Regions from separate parts of the Muntiacus reevesi genome. Here all the other regions are linked to region 1. Evidence: chromatin contacts called from public Hi-C data. All regions are on one chromosome and are shown on one strand. The core of a region is the stretch at or near the end of the contact, and the rest is flanking DNA. Distances in the headings are between cores, read along the strand shown.

Region 1 (5,142 bases), core at 1,098-3,597:
AATGGTCACTCAAGTTTCTGGCAATTTCTCATAATTCCCTGTCCCACCTAGTTCCTGGACACCCTGCCCCCCAGTTTATGTAATAAGTACATAATAAAATAAATGCTGCAGCACAAACTCTTGTGATGGCCTGCATTTCATCTGTTACTTGGCTGTGCTTTCCTAAGTAACCGAAACCAATTTTTGCATGTGGTATTTTTTCCTGTAAAGGTGACAAATGTTGAGGATTTATGGACTGAATAAAAACAGGTGCATTTAAAAGGTGTAGGACTTTATACAGTCAAATGTGGGTAGATAGAATGCAATATGAGGAGGAAAGAACACCATTCCAGAAGTGGAATCTTACTGAAAATCTTTTACCTTCCTTTCCCCAACTTAGGGTGGTAGCTTTCCCTTAGAAACAAAAGGAAATATGTTCCACTAAGTACCAAAACTGTGCATATGCATTTGCAGCAATAAAACAAGGAGACAGGGTGGAGATGCCTTCTGCAGGTGCCACACAGGTTAAGAGGCATTTCCTGACAAAAGAGTAGTTACAGCTGGGACACCTGGGGTAAAGACATATGCAAATGAGTACTGGGAAAATATTCCTGGGATTCATCTCCATTAAGTATTACACTTTGAGGCATCATTATAGGTTATGAAACTTAGTGTTCTAATCCTTATACTTATGAGAGACCAGTGAAAAGCAGTTCAAGAAACACTGCTGAGTTGAACAGATGAACAGGAGTGGTGACTGGAGAAAGAAAAGGATATGATGGATCCAGGTTTTGGAAAGCTGAGGTCTTATGAGCTGCTATACCAGCGGAGTGGGGAAAAATACCCTTTTCCCACTATATAGTTCAAGTAAGCACTAACTCTAAATAAGTAGCTTCCTTGGATGTAGGAGTCCCGTTAAAATGATTACAATTATATGAAAGTTGTCTCTCTCTTTTTTTTTTGTCATGGTCAAGCCATCTCTAATCAAAGAGTAGAAGACCACTGGATAAGGGTCAGTAGGATCAGACTTCACACAAACTCGGAATTTTACGACCAACATCATCAGCAAAGCAGCTCAGTACATCAGCAAAGCAGTTCAGTCGAGGTCTTCAGGAGCCTACTTTATCCACAAGGAATCTGGCTAATTGATACATGTATTCAAAGCTGCAGAGACGTAATGGGTGGTGTTTCCCAAGCTTCTTGCTCCAGAGCTGAAGAGACCCTAGAGATTAGCTAGAACAGAAAACCTTCCTATGACACAGGTCTGTCAGGCGCTAGAAATCACTGCCAAGTTATTTCATTTCAATCACTGCTCCTTTGTTACTAAGTAAACAAGGAGGAAAGACTGTGTATATAGAGTGCCCACAATAAAGAGGTTATTTAGGGAAAACGTACTAATATAGTACTTGTGTTTTCCCAACCCGCCCCAGGCCGTCCAACTAACCAAGCCTCAGCCTGAGCTCTACCCTAAGGATGCTGGAGCGCATGTTCCTTTTGGAAAGTGACGGTGGGAAGAAGGGTATCAAAGCTAATCTTTAACTGAGACTTTACTATCTGAAAGACTCTTCTGCGCTTCTTAGTGGTAACTCATTTAATGGTCAAATAATCCTACGAGACGGGTCCAAATTTACCCCTATTTTACAGATGAAGAAATTGAGCTAGAGATGAATTACTTCCTTAAGGTTACACAGTCACTCAGCGACGGAGACCACCGCGAAAGCAGGCATTCCGGAGAGGAGCACAACGGCGGGCACAGGAAGAGGGAGGGAGAGGGGGAGAGGGAGGGGCGGGAGGAGGACACACAGGGGAGAAAGAACCAGCAACGTCTTGCACTGATTGATATGCATATTTTCATCGCTTTAGCTGCTGGCGTCACTGCCAGGAACGGAAAAGACTCCTATCTCGGTAAGGTTCAGCCTCGATCACAAGAAAACCGTCGCAGAGGAGACGCGGGGATGCTCCCTTTCTCACCCGCAGGTTCCCCGGCGCCGCAGAGCCGCCTCTAGCGGCGAACTACAATCCCCACTATGCACCGCGCGGGGGCCAGGGGCCCATGCGGGGGCGCACGCGAGGGTGTTCCAAAGGCGCCTTGAGAAAAAGAAAAAAAAAAAAAATCATACATCTTTCGTCGCTTTCCAGCCTTCACACTGCTCTCACTCTCAGAGGGATGCAGTCGTCTTTTTTTCTGAACAGCTAATACGGAAAAGTGTGTAAAGTCGCTTCTGTCTTCAGGCGCAGCAGAGGGCAGCTGCGACAACAGCGCCCGGGCGCGAGGTCCTCGGGCCAAGCGCAGGGCAGAGGCAGCGGAGGCGGGGCGGGGACGCGGCCGGAAGTGTGCGCGGGCGAAGAGGGAAGCCTGAGTGGTTGCTGGCGCGCGCTTCCGGCTAGTGCGTTGACGTCGGCCGGCTGTACCGGGCGCTGCTGAGGGCTTTCGGCCGCCGCCGCGCGTTACCCTGCTCGCCCCGAGGCGCTTAGTCTTCTCTCTTCTCGCCGTAGGCCGTGAAGACATGAGCAGCAAAGAAGGTGGCATCCTCAATAGCTTTGGGCGTGATTTATTTATTTAATCCAGACTTTTGGTCGCATTTTCCACTTCCCACCGTTGAAAGATGCTTTCTCCCCTCGCAGACTCGGGGGGCGGCGGCCCTGGTGATTTCCCCGGCCACATTGGTCCTACTTACCTCTTTTCCTTAATCCTCGAGCCATTTTTATCTTAGTTCGGTAATTGCCCCGTGTTGTTCCAGATCAGGGAACCCATTGTGGGAGGTTTGGATGAGCTTAACGTTTGGGAGGTGGTCGGGGAAGGTAGGGCTGCATTTCTGTTCGTTTGCTGAGAAAGTCTCTGCGATGACGGCCCAGGGGAGGTCTGGTTTTAAGGAAGAAAGGGGTTTACCTCTAATAGGTGTTGTCAAGTCCTGGCGATGGGAGAGCCCTGTCCAACCTTTTTTTCCTTCTCTATGTAAGGATCAGGAGGGTTCAGGAAAAGGAAGCATGACAATTTCCCACATAACCAGAGAAGAGAAGGGAAGGATGTTAATTCATCTTCACCTGTGATGTTGGCCTTCAAATGTAAGTTCTCTATCATGTAAACGGGTGAAGGGAAGAGAACTAAAGAGGTTGTAAAAAGGATCACGTATCTATGTTATGCTTCAGTCTCTTGAGACTTTTCCTGGAGGTTTTGCAGTGGTGCTCGGTCTGCTATGAAAATTGAGATTACAGAAGTCTTGACTTTTTTTTCCCTTTTAAGTTTCACAGGTAAACATTAATTAACATCAGACCTGCCACATGACTGAAAATTCCTGTACGCCTGATACACAAACATACATCTCAGCAGTATACATACGGATATTTGGTTATTTAATTTTTAACGTGTATTGGTTTTGTTTTCTCCACTAGGCTTTTGGAGACTTTTTGTTTTTTTAAAGATTTTTTTGATGTGGAACATTTTTAAAGTTTTTATTGGATTTGTTATAATAACTACTTCTATTTTATGTTTTGATTTTTTGGCCGTGAGGCATGTGGGACTCCCGACCAGGCATCAACCTCACACCCTCTTCATTGGGTGGTGAAGTCTCAACTACTGAATCAGGAGGGAAATGCTGTATTTTTGTTTTCACTATACCTCTTTGCAGAGAGTGGGCGCTCAACTGCATGTAAATTATACGTGAATATTTATTCCCCAATTCTCTTTTCTCAGTGTATTAACTTGGGAAAATTGTTCCTCATTGCAAAACAAAATATAAAACAAAATTCATGTAACTCTTGTCTTCTGTCCAGCATGCTATTTTTTTTGGACACACTGTGGCAGGCAAGATCTTAGTTCCCCTACCTGGGATTGAATCCATGCTCCTTTGCAGTAAAATCGCAGAGAGCTAACCACTGGACCAGCGGAGAATTCCCCCAGCATCCTTTTCTTTATAGTTTCTGTAGTTCAGGAATCCAAGGGAGGCTGAGTTAGCTGTTGGTTCAGATAACTTGGAGTCATCTGAAGACTTGAGTTGAAGGATCCACAACTGTCAGTCACTTAGGTCTTCTGCTAGCAGTCAGCTCTGTGTTCCTCCATGTGGACCCCTCCATGGTACTACTTGAGTGTCCTTGTGTTACAGCATTTGTCTTCCTCAGATAGAGGAAGGGAGGAGAAGACCACAGTTCTCTTATATCCTAATCTTGGATATCATACATGTCACTTTTGCTATAGCTTATTAGTTTGAAATGAATTAAAACTCAACCTCATGTTTGAGAGAACGGGAATTAGGTGCCGCTTTTTGAAAGGAGGAGTATTAAGTAAATTGTGGACATATTTGAAGATTGTCACAGCACATAACAGTGATCTTCAATGGTGTAAGACAACTACTTGTGATTGAGGAAAGAGCGTATTGATAGAGCTACATACACAGTGGAGAAACTACGCTGGGTCAGGTGTTCCCTATCGTTATGGGCTCACACACTCCATTGCTTGTTTCCAAGCATATTTTGCTGTCTTTGTTTCTACCTGCCTTTGTCTTCATAGTTCTTTAGGCTTGGAATAGCTTCTAGCTTGGTGCCCCCATTGCCCAGCTGAAGTACTATAGTTTTTTTTTTAAGACCCATTCCAAGTAGCTTCTTCCTACTTCTCTGATTTTTTTTTTCTGATTTTCCTCCCAAGCAAATTTGGTGACAGACATTGCATTCATTGAACATCCACCCATTTAGTCAGGACGTATTTATTGAACATCTGTGTTCTAGCAAGTTCTTCCCAGGTGGTGCTAGTGGTAAAGAATCTGCCAGCCTATGCAGGAGATGCAAGAGACATAGGTTTGATCCCTGGGTCGGGAAGAGTCTCTGGAGTAGGAAATGGCAACCCACTCAGGAGTTCTTTCCTGTAAAATCCCATGGACAGAATATCCTGTGGGTCTGCAGTCCATGGGGTCTCAAAGAGTCAGGACTGAGTGATTGAACATTACTAATACTGTGTTTTAGCATCTGTTGATAGTGAACAAGAAAAACATAATTCCTGCTTGACTGAACCTTTTCTGTATATTTATTATAGCATGATCACATTCAATTCTTTGTTTCCATCTCTGTCTCATACTGGACTGAGCCTGAGGATAGAAACTGCCTTATTTAACTTTTTATTCATAGTATCTAATTCACAGTGGTCATTAATATAGTCAAAATGTGAATGTA
Region 2 (5,142 bases), core at 1,307-3,806, 210 kb before region 1:
CAATATATTCACTAGAGAGTTAGCATACCTTAAAAGGAAGGCATATTAGTTATTTTAATAATTCCAATGTTTTTGTTATATGGGCTTAACATTTTTTTCCTTTGATTTTGCATTTCTATCTGAGAGAGCATCTTTTAAGATGTGTTTGAGAGTATAAAGAATATGCTAATACAACTTAATATAAATATAAATAATATATAAGCAATCTGTAGGGCTACACATAAACAGGTCCAGGTGTCAGACCACTGACGTTGTACTTTCGGGATTCACGCGAATCAGTCTGGAGGCATTTCTCAGGTCCTGGAGTTGCTTGGCAGGTTTCCCCACACCCTCCTCAAACCTTTTTTCCACCACGGGGAGGACTGTTTCATACAGAAAGGATGCGTTCTGTCTGATAAAAGCTTTCTTCTCTGGATCTTGCTCACACCGAAGGCTGTAATCCACATGCTGGACAGCAACCAGAATGATCTCCACCAGGCTCTCCAAAAGCACCATGTGCAGCTCTGGGAAATACAGCTTCAGTGCCTCTTCTAAGAAGCCCATGGTCTGCTTGGTGAACGCGACCACCGTGTAACTCAGGTTCACCCAGCAGTCATCCCCCGTGTATTGTTCAAAATTACTCACCCCACAGCTCTTCATTTCCTCTTTGAGTTTCCCCAGGGCCTCTGGAGTCATCAAGTTCATCCTCCTCCACATCTCCTCGGAGTTGCGATGCTTAGTGGCTTCGATGATGATTTCTTTATAACTATGCAAGGCTCCTTGGATGTCTTTCACCAGAAGGGCGTGGATGATGAAGGTGAGGTCGAGTCCGATGTCGCCCAGTTGCTGACAGTGCTCCTTCGCCACTTTGACGCACTCAGCCGCTGTGGAGAGGCTCTCCTTACTATCGAACACCTGCTTGCTGAAAGCATCCACGAACATGCCCATGGCTGACCTCGCCCAGACCACAAAGGCAGAGTAGCAGCCACTGTCGGTGCCTGCAAAGTCGGTCTCAAATTCCCTGGCGGTCTCCAGAAGGCTGGTAAAGAAAACGTGGCATAGCTTATGAATGTAGAGTAAGGTGGCCCCTTCAATGCGGAGCTGGCGTATTGCGGTGTGCACAGCAGCCGCCCTGTTTCTCAGAAACAGCTCACAAGCCTTCGTGCACTGGCCAAGTCGGATTAGTTGAGAAACTGCCCTGCGGGTCGCCTTGGGACCACCTCTCAGGGACCGATCCGGGGAGAGTTCAAAAACTAGCACCTCGGTGAGCTGGCGGACACGCTCATCCACTCTCGCCCTCAGTTCTTTGACAGGAGGTGGGCTGGGCTTGTCTTCTAGGTAATGGTTCAATTTATCCAGCAGGTCAACGGCACCTTCAAAGTCCCTCTGGGCAATACAGACATCCAGGTCTTCAGGCAATTCTTGGATCCATTCCATTGAGAGGTCCACCTTCTCTTCTTCTATCTCGGGAACAGTTGGTTCGTCGTCGTCTTCGTCCTCAAACGGGTTACTGGCCTTGGGGGTCACTTGGGGTGGCCCGCGAGGGGCCGCTGCCTCCTCCTGTTCCCTGCGTCTTTTTTCACTGAGGGCCCTCTTGGTTTCCTCCAGCACTTCCAGCCACTCCCGTTTGATTTTTGCATTTTCTGCCTGAAAAATACGGCTCTCGGGAAACATTAACAGCTTGAACATGTCCTTCATGGGTGGGTTGTCCTTGACATTGACCACAGCCAAACCATCCAGGGGATAGAGGGCGTTGTAGCGATACATCCCCCGCCGCTGTGGCAGCCAGGTGGCCACCAGCAAACAGTCGTTCATGAGAAAGCCGTGCACCCGCTGCAGCTGGGCCATGTGGTCCGCCTCGTATTCCACCAGGTCACCATTGTACACTAGGTACTGTCCTGGCGTCTCCAGCAGGTGCCTGCAGCCTTCCACCTTCTCAAGCAGGGTGGTGAGGGTTCGCTGCTTTCCTTCCTCGCCTGGCCCAGAACCGTCCCGGGAGGCGCCCCCGGGGCTGGGGAAAAAGCCGGTCTGGCCACGGAGGTGGTCGCGGCCCCCCGCGCCACCTCCTCCCTCCTCCCCTCCAGAGGTGGCGGCGGCGCCCGCGGCAGCGGCAGCCGGCAGCAGGGTAAGCGGGATGCTCTCCAGGCTGCTCTTCTGCTCCGTCAGCAGGTGGCTGAGCTGATACATCTCGCTCTCCAGGTAGGAGATCTCACGGGCCGTCTCTATGAACTGCCGGTAGTTCTGGTAGACGTTGCGCTTCAGGTTCTGCGCCGTCTCCTCCGCCAGCGCCTGGATGCGCTGTCGGTGCTCCTGCAAGTCCCGGTCCCCGTCCGACTGCTGCGAGAGCTGCTTCACGTACAGCCGCGCCTCGAAGCCGCCTGACTCGAGCTGCCGCCGCAGCCGGCTCGCCCCACTGTCTGACATCGCCATCGCCATTTCCGTCCGGACTCACGCACTCCCTGTCACTACCGCCGTGGCCGGTGCCGCCGCTGTGGAGGCCCACCCAAGCCGGGACAAACTCCAGGGCTAAGGAAGCAGGATGGAAGAGAGACGAATACGCCTGCGCCCGGGTTTGAACTTCAGTCACTGCGCCTGCGCAAGGAGCCGAGTGCCGACGTGCGCCTGCGCAGTAGCTTCAGGGGCCTAGGGCTCCTACGCTGGAGAAGCTATTGCGGAAGTAAGTGGAGGGCGGGGCAGAGAGATGTAGGTACTACGAGGGGCTACGTGTGGGCGGAGTGTGTCGTTGGTGTTTGACGTGACTCGCGAACCGTAAAGACTGTAACCAGGTATCTGAAACCTTCAACCCTAGTTTTGAGCCCATAGGTGGTGTCACGCTGAGTTCTTTTTTTTAAGGCCCAGAATCTTGACTTCGGCGTTTGGGACAAGCTAAGTTATCGTTGTCGAGCCCGTTTTCCCTGAGTCTCGCGAGATCGGCGAACTGGCCAGAAAGCCCGTATCTCCTAAGCGTGCGACCGGACCCTCAGACGCCCCCCCCCCCCCCCCCCGCCCCGGACGTGGAGTCACCCCCTCTGGGCCTCGGCAGCCATGGATGAGGACCTGGTTTTGGCACTACAGCTTCAGGAGGAGTGGAACTTGCAGGTCTCGGAGCGCGAACCGGTCCAGGAGCCCCTGTCGCTGGTCGACGCGTCCTGGGAGTTGGTGGACCCCACCCCTGACTTACAGGCCCTGTTTGTTCTGTTCAACGACCGTTTCTTCTGGGGCCAACTGGAGGCGGTCGAGGTGAAGTGGAGCGTGCGGATGACGCTGTGAGTCCCGGGCCCCGCTGTGGACGGGGCCGCCGGCGGCCCTTCTGTCGCCCCTCCCGGTCCCGGGGCGTTAGCCCGGGCTCTGGATTTGGGGCAGGCGGCCCCACAGGGATTATCTTCCTTCCAGCCCCTTCCCTTCTCACCTTAAACGACTTCAAGAAAGCCCCGTGGCCCATCCCGCGATGGCTTGACTTGTAAGGGGCGCACTGAGAGAAAAATTGTGTTTCTTTGAATCTCACTTCACTAGAAAGGGCTTCCCTGGTGGCTCAAACGTTAAAGAATCCGCCTGAGACCTGGGAGACCTGTGTTTGATTCCTGGGTCGGGAAGATCCCCTGGAGGAGGGCATGGCAACCCATTCCAGTATTCTTGCCTGGAGAATCCCATGAACAGAGGAGCCTGGCGGGCTTCATACAGTCCGTGGGGTCTCAGAGTCGGACACAACTGAGCGACTAAGTACACAGCACAGTCCAAAGGCCCTTAACGGTTACTAAAAAGCAAGTTAACGCTTTTCTAATTTGTCTTAGGGGTGTGCTTTAGGATCCAGGTGGGAGAAACAGCCAGAATCTGCCCCAAGAGAGAGTGCCAGGGACACATTGTGTGGTGTACTTAGCTGTGAGCTCCGGAGCCCCAGAGTGGGGAAGGTGCTCATGTTCCCATATTTCTGGATCCAGGGGATCTAAAGGGATGCCTCTAAAAGGATCCCTTTCTGACACTCCAGGTTTGAGAAATTCTGATTTGAGATAATGTACCCCGGTATATGAACGGAGTTAACAAGTAAGTCTAAGAAGTTGTTGTATACCACTGTACTTGTTTTTTGAATTGATATCAAAGCATCTAAAATAAGAGAGAAGATATGACACTTCGTGTGTTTAAAGTATCTCTTTCATATAGGATTCCATTATAATTTTGGACATAGGCTAATGGAGATCTGGCCGTTACGACTACAACTGATTGAGCATAGCTTGTAGGGAGGAGACAGGGAGCAGCAAAATAAGATTATCTTTTTCAAGCTGTTACAGCCTGGTAACAGGCTAGGGAAGCCACTACTCCGATGAAATACAAGTATCTCCCAACAAAGTGGGTATACTCTCAAGAAAGCCATCCTTCATAGAGTTCTCTGTCTGAACTGTCCAAGAACAATAAATAGGGATTTTGCTCTTTCATTTCTATTTCCATTTTGTGTATATTTGGTGACTAACAATTTTTGTGGTGGTGTTTTCCAGGTGTGCTGGGATATGCAGCTATGAAGGGAGGGGTGGAATGTGTTCCATCCGTCTCAGTGAACCCCTTTTAAAGCTGAGACCAAGAAAAGATCTTGTGGAGGTATTCTTTGCATAAACCTGATTCTTAGCTCAGTAATTTAGAAACAGTTATTATTAGACTGCTGTAAATTAACCTGTACACGTGGGGGAAAAAATCAGTTTTCCCTCACTGCAAACTTTTATTGTGGGGCAAATAATGATTATCTTATATTCTTACAGTGTTTCAAAGTTGGAGGCTTTCAGGTATGTTAGCTACTTTGATTTTTACAACAGTCCTGTTTATGTTCAGTATGTGTTATCCTTATTTTTATAAATAACATAAGGTTTAGATAGACAAGGTAGTTGGTTTAGAAGCAGCAAGAAAGTTAAGATCCAAACCTTTTTATTGACACACACGAATTTTGATTCTCTTCTGTTTCGCCACCATGGTGTCCTCCCATGACATATAGCTGGGCTGGCAGAACAAACCAATGTGAGGGCACACTTCATATCTATAGATGGTGATCACTCCTAATAGCTGAATGAAACAGTAGGAGCCCTGAACTGTGTTTAGTTGAGTCCAGTAGTTGCCTTAAAATCCTCAAGATATACCTGGTGTGAGTTGTCTTGCCTCAGTTGTATCATTTGAAATATA
Region 3 (5,142 bases), core at 1,936-4,435, 140 kb before region 1:
GCCTTCCCATTCCTGAAAGCAAGCATCTTCAATTTCTTTTAGGAATGCTTAAAATCACACAAACAAGATTACCGAAATCTCTCTCATCCAAGAAGTACAATGAAAGGCAGTCCCTGAGACTATTCAAGATCCTGAAACTGTGTCCCTAAAATTAAGGCAAGCAAGCGTAAGATCAAATCTCAAGAGTTTAAAATCCATCCTTCCTTCACATGATCTGTGCAGTCAGGTGATTGAAAACCTCAATGGCCCTTCAGCCACAGGCACTCCTGAGGAAGGGGGTGGCTATTTTCTAACAGCCTCCCCATTAGGAGACACTTTTGTAAGAGCTGGGCTGACTGCTATCCCTTCCCTGAGAAGGACAGTTAAAAACAGGAAGATCGGAGAGAAGAGGATTTAGCTTAATTTGGAAAGCTAAATTAACTAAGGAAAGCAGATCAAGGAAGATTTAGGACACTATCTTTTTCATGACTTCACCTTAAGCTTGTGCCCCAACTACATACATACTTTGGTCAGTTTCGTACTGTTATATCAATATGCCTTCAAGCTTTCCCTGCTATAGAGTTCATGACTATATTCAGATTTGGTTCATACTAAAGTTGAAGCACATACATGCATATAAATGAAAATTTCATTAAAGACCAAAGGTGAGGTTTAATCAGGCCCCTTTTTCCTTCCAGCTTAAAGTTAAGTAAGCGTTCAACTTTTTTTTTTGAGACTGTATTAAGACATGTGCCTTCATCCAGCAAGGAAGCAGCAGTTCATAAATTCGACTTTACATTGTATTTTCTCACCCAATTCTCATGTTTAGAACTTTCCTTATTGCCTATGCTCAGCCTTGAGTCACACATAACCACTGTCAAAACAGACGATGTGACACACACAAAAGAACTACTGGGAAGAGTCAGTGTCTGTATAAACACCCACGTGTGATGACCTCTTTAAACAATCTCCTCAAACTCACAATATCAGACAGAGATGGATGGTGGAAGAAAGTGGAGTAGAGTGGCCGGGAGTGGAACTGGATACAAAGAAAAGACAGACTAAGATCTGGGGAGTCAAATGGAAAGAGAGTACAAAGAAGGAAAGAGTTTATCATTTACTGCACTGAGGGGGTAAGAGGGATTAGACCCGGTAGGAATGAAAGAAACTGTTAGGGGAAAATCTACAACTGTAAAGAGAAAACAAAGAGATTTCATCAAATTGAGATGTTAGAGCCCTCCCTCTTTGCTCCAATTCCGTATTTTTTTCCAGGAAGCTAAACAGTTCTTTTTCAACACAGGGATTATACTAACAAAAGCAAATAAAGGAAACCTATGCTAAAAATGTAACCTACCTACACAGAGAGGTCTGAAAACGGAAATACTTCTTCTCCTGTTTAGTAATGGGTTTCAAAACAGTAGGGACAGGGAGATGGATGCGAGCTCTAAGAGGGGGAGGGGAGAAGTCAAGCTCTTCCTGAATGCAAGGAGTCTTTGGCCTACATGCTTATTTTATTTTAGATGTACCTTTTCTTGGTCAGTTGGCAGATTCTTAACTAAACACTGGTGTAAGCCAGAGTCTGATGAGTGGTTCAAAGCGCATGGGGACTTTAAGAGCCGATGCAAACACCAGCCCGAGGTAGAACCCAGCACTTGCTCCGGGTTGCACTCCGATAATCCCCATCGCGCGGCTACAACTCCAGCGACGTCTGAAGCGACTAAAACAGTGTACACAAAACAGCAGCGTTCAAGGGGAGCCTAAGTTTAGCCAGAAGACCATGCAATTAGACAAAGTGTGTGCACCGGGAGTAGGTGGATGATATCCGTTTTCTCCACGGGTTGCTGCACAAGAAGGAAATCCCTTTCACACACAGCAACCGCGCTGCTCGCCCCGCGCCCACCCCTAGCACACACTTACTTTCGTCCGGCCATTGATTTTGTAGTTGCCCAGCTTCCCGTTACAGTGGCGGATCAGGTCGTCCATGTTGTTCATGAGCAGCCCGATGGTTTCACAGCCGGGCTCCTTGCCCTCGATCCAGGTGATCTTATCGCCTCGGATGTCCTTGGACGAGTCGCTCTTCTGGCTGACCAGCTGCCCGTCCGTGAACTTGCCCGTATCGTGCAGGGCGCGCACCTCGTCGCCGATCTGCTGGCCGGTCTCCTTGCCCAGGAAGTCGTCCACCACGCAGATGCCGTGCTTGTTCATGCAGGGCACGATGTACTCCAGCGCCAGCTTCAGTGCCGGCATCGGCTTCGTCTGCCCGTTGGGCCGCAGGCCGCCGTGGCTCAGCCCCTCGCCCGGCGCGTTACTCGGCGGGTACAGGTTCGCCTTCTCCTGGTACAGCGACGGGCGGGCCAGCAGCTCCTCCTTCGCGGACTCCGCCTCGGCGGCCGCCGCTACCCGACCCTGGCCGCCGGGGGCCGCGCGGGGCGGGGACGCGGCCGCCGCGGGGTCGGCCGTGGGCTTGGCCTTCGCCTTCGCCTTCGCCTTGGCCGCGTCTCCGGAGGCCCGCGGGCCCGCGGCCTCGACGGCTCGGTCCCGGCGCGGCGCCGCCTTCCTGGCCTCCCTGACTCCGGCGGCCCTGGGCGGCGGCGCGCGGCCCGGCTGCTGCGCTTGGCCCGTGCTGGGGGCAGGAACGTTCTCGCCGACCTGGCACACGAGCTTGTGCTTCTTCCAGTCCTGGCGCTGGTGCTCCTTGCTGCAGTAGAAGGAGCTGCGGCAGCGGCTACAGCGCAGCAGGTTCTCCATCTTCCCGCACAGCTCGCAGTACTGCCGGTCTCGCTCGCTCGGGCTCGGCCCGCCGGGCCCGCCGCTGTCATTAGCCATGGCGGCAGCGGTGGAGGCGGCGGCCGAGCAGGAGGGGTGGCGGCCGGACGGCCTAGCCTGGGGCCGGCGAGCGGGCGAAGCGGCAGGGGCCGTCACTGCGCCATGCGCCCGCCGCCCCTCGCCTCAGGAGACCGGCGCCCCGCGCCCTCGGCCCGGCCGCGTCCTCGTCCTTCGGTCGCGCCGCGCAGCGCCGGCCGCCGCCTCAGCGCCTCATCACCGCCGCGGGCTGAGAGAGCGCGGCCTGCGCGGCGGACGGCGCCCTCCGCTCGGGCACGCGGGCCCGGCGCGCAAGACCCGCCGCCTTGGCCGCCGCCGCCTCAGCGTTCCGGGCGGCCGGCCCGGCCGGCGGAGCAGCGCAGGGCGTGCGGGCGCCACTCGCTCTGCGCGCTCTGCACGTACACCACGGCCCCGCGGCGACCCGGGCGGGCGGCGCGCGAGGCGGGGGGCGGGGCAGGCCGAGGGGAGGGCCGAGGGGGCGGCCGCCGCGCGTTCGCGCCTGGGCCGGGGCGGCGCCGGGGCCGCCTCCGCGCTCCCGCACTCGGCCAGCCGGGCCTCCGAGCCGGCTCCGGCGCCCCCCGCCCCCGCCGACCCTGCCCCGAGCGGGCCGGGGACGCGGAGGGGCAGGCCCGCGAGCGGCGGAAGGATGGGGGCCGCGCCGCCGCAGCGGGACCCGCGCCCCGCACGGTGCCTACACCTGCTGGGCAGAGCGCGGCCGCGGAGTCGCCGCGGAGCTGGGCGGCCTTAATATGGCTGCTGTTTGTGTGGGACCAACTGGGTGTGTTCCAGGCGCGCTCCAGACTAGGTTGCAAGGTGGCTGTTGCCATCGTCGCCTTGCGTCGGAGGAAACGGAAATTCAGAGAAGTAAAGAAACTTGCCCAAGGTCACGCAGAACTGGAACTGAATCCAGGAATCAGATTCTGCAAGATTCCAAGGCTTCTTTTTCCATTACACGAAAACAAGGTGTATTGTATTTCAAGAAGGCCTGAAATAGTTAAAAGCAAAAATAAGTATTGTGTGGTGTCAACCCAAGCCCCTGTGCCCATTTTGAGCCAAATTTAAAGGTACTGAAGTGTGATTTTAAAACAACAACAACAACAACAACAACAAAAAAAACCACCATTTTTAAGCCCTGTGAAATCTTGCCGAGTTTAAAACCTCGTGAAAAAATGTTTGGCTACCTAGTTAATTAAGGTAATCAATGCTCACTTTTAGGACTTCCCTGGTGGCTCAGATGGTAAAGCGTCTGCCAACAATGCGGGACACCTGGGTTCGATCCCTGGGTCTGGAAGATCCTCTGGAGAAGGAAATGGCAACCCACTCCCGTACTTTTGCCTGGAAAATCCCATGGACGGAGGAGCGTGGTGGACTACAGTTCACGGGGTCGCAAAGAGTCGGACATGACTGAGCGACTTCACTTCAATGCTCACTTCAGTGTCCACATTCAGGCACTTAAGCTCAAAACTGCTGCAACGACTCCTGAAAAGTGGATGGGGGCGGGGGCAAGAGGGGTGGCAAATAAGCGTTACTACATTTACGACTTCTTAAACAAAAATATGTTATTAAAATATGTGCTATGCTGATGAATACAATTCTTTCTTTTATAGAACATAAAAACCTTACCAGAAATAAGCCAAGGGTGTTTCTTTCTGCCTGCCATTTATTTTTAGAATAAAAAGGGCTGTGATTTAGATTTTTAGTCTTTTTTTGAGCACATGCTAATGTGGGAAATGCTGTGTTAGACTTGTGTATCATTTGAATAGACTGCTGGTAACTTAAGCAATCCTTGAAATTAACAGCACAAGAGCTGAAATGTGTGAGGTTAAAAGCAGAAGACTATAAGGAATTATTCACTTTATAGAATATTTTTAGAAAAACTGGTCTGAATCCAAAAACTCTTGATAAACTACACAGAACTTAAAACTGTCATTAAATTCTGCCATATAAGTAAACAGTATATTGGGGATCCAATCTGGTGAAAGAGGACAGTAATTCCAATTAGCTTGACCTTTGTAATACTCAAGTAAGTATTTTGTCCACAGCTTCAATTTCCAAACCAAACTAAAAATCCAACTCTGTAAAAAATCCAGACTTGGATCTTGATGTATATCCAACTTTTCCCAGAGCTTTATTAAATAAAGTGTCATTGTTTCATATATTACTAATTAGACTATTTAACACTGTATTGAGCTTCCCTAGTGGCTCAGGTGGTAAAGAATCTGCATGTAATGCAGGAGACCCAGGTTCGATCCCTGGGTCAGGAAGAGCCCCTGGAGAAGGGAATAGCTACCCACTTCAGTGTTCTTGCCTGGAGAATTCCATGGACAGAGGAACCTGGCA

The links. A called contact is a pair of places that touch in the nucleus more often than the background predicts.
Region 2: a contact with region 1 is called in a Hi-C map of blood, with 2.8 times the contacts expected there. The contact joins the promoter of EXOC8 here to the promoter of TSNAX in region 1. A contact is called at or near these places in 2 of 3 Hi-C or Micro-C datasets (blood and muscle).
Region 3: a Hi-C map of blood shows a contact between it and region 1, with 2.2 times the contacts expected there. The contact joins the promoter of EGLN1 here to the promoter of TSNAX in region 1. A contact is called at or near these places in 2 of 3 Hi-C or Micro-C datasets (blood and muscle).

The regions. Positions count from the first base shown.
Region 1 is chr2:89,509,540-89,514,681 of mMunRee1.1, reverse strand. It overlaps TSNAX (translin associated factor X), which reads left to right and starts at 2,347. Exons shown (of 6, transcript XM_065922310.1): 1 at 2,347-2,502; 2 at 2,941-3,045. The coding sequence starts at 2,487.
Region 2 is chr2:89,723,746-89,728,887 of mMunRee1.1, reverse strand. EXOC8 (exocyst complex component 8) reads right to left here and starts at 2,556. Exons shown (of 1, transcript XM_065922311.1): 1 at 1-2,556. The coding sequence starts at 2,415. The coding sequence ends at 238. SPRTN (SprT-like N-terminal domain) reads left to right here and starts at 2,660. Exons shown (of 5, transcript XM_065922312.1): 1 at 2,660-3,245; 2 at 4,470-4,569. The coding sequence starts at 3,025.
Region 3 is chr2:89,645,756-89,650,897 of mMunRee1.1, reverse strand. EGLN1 (egl-9 family hypoxia inducible factor 1) reads right to left here and starts at 3,185. Exons shown (of 5, transcript XM_065922313.1): 1 at 1,897-3,185. The coding sequence starts at 2,805.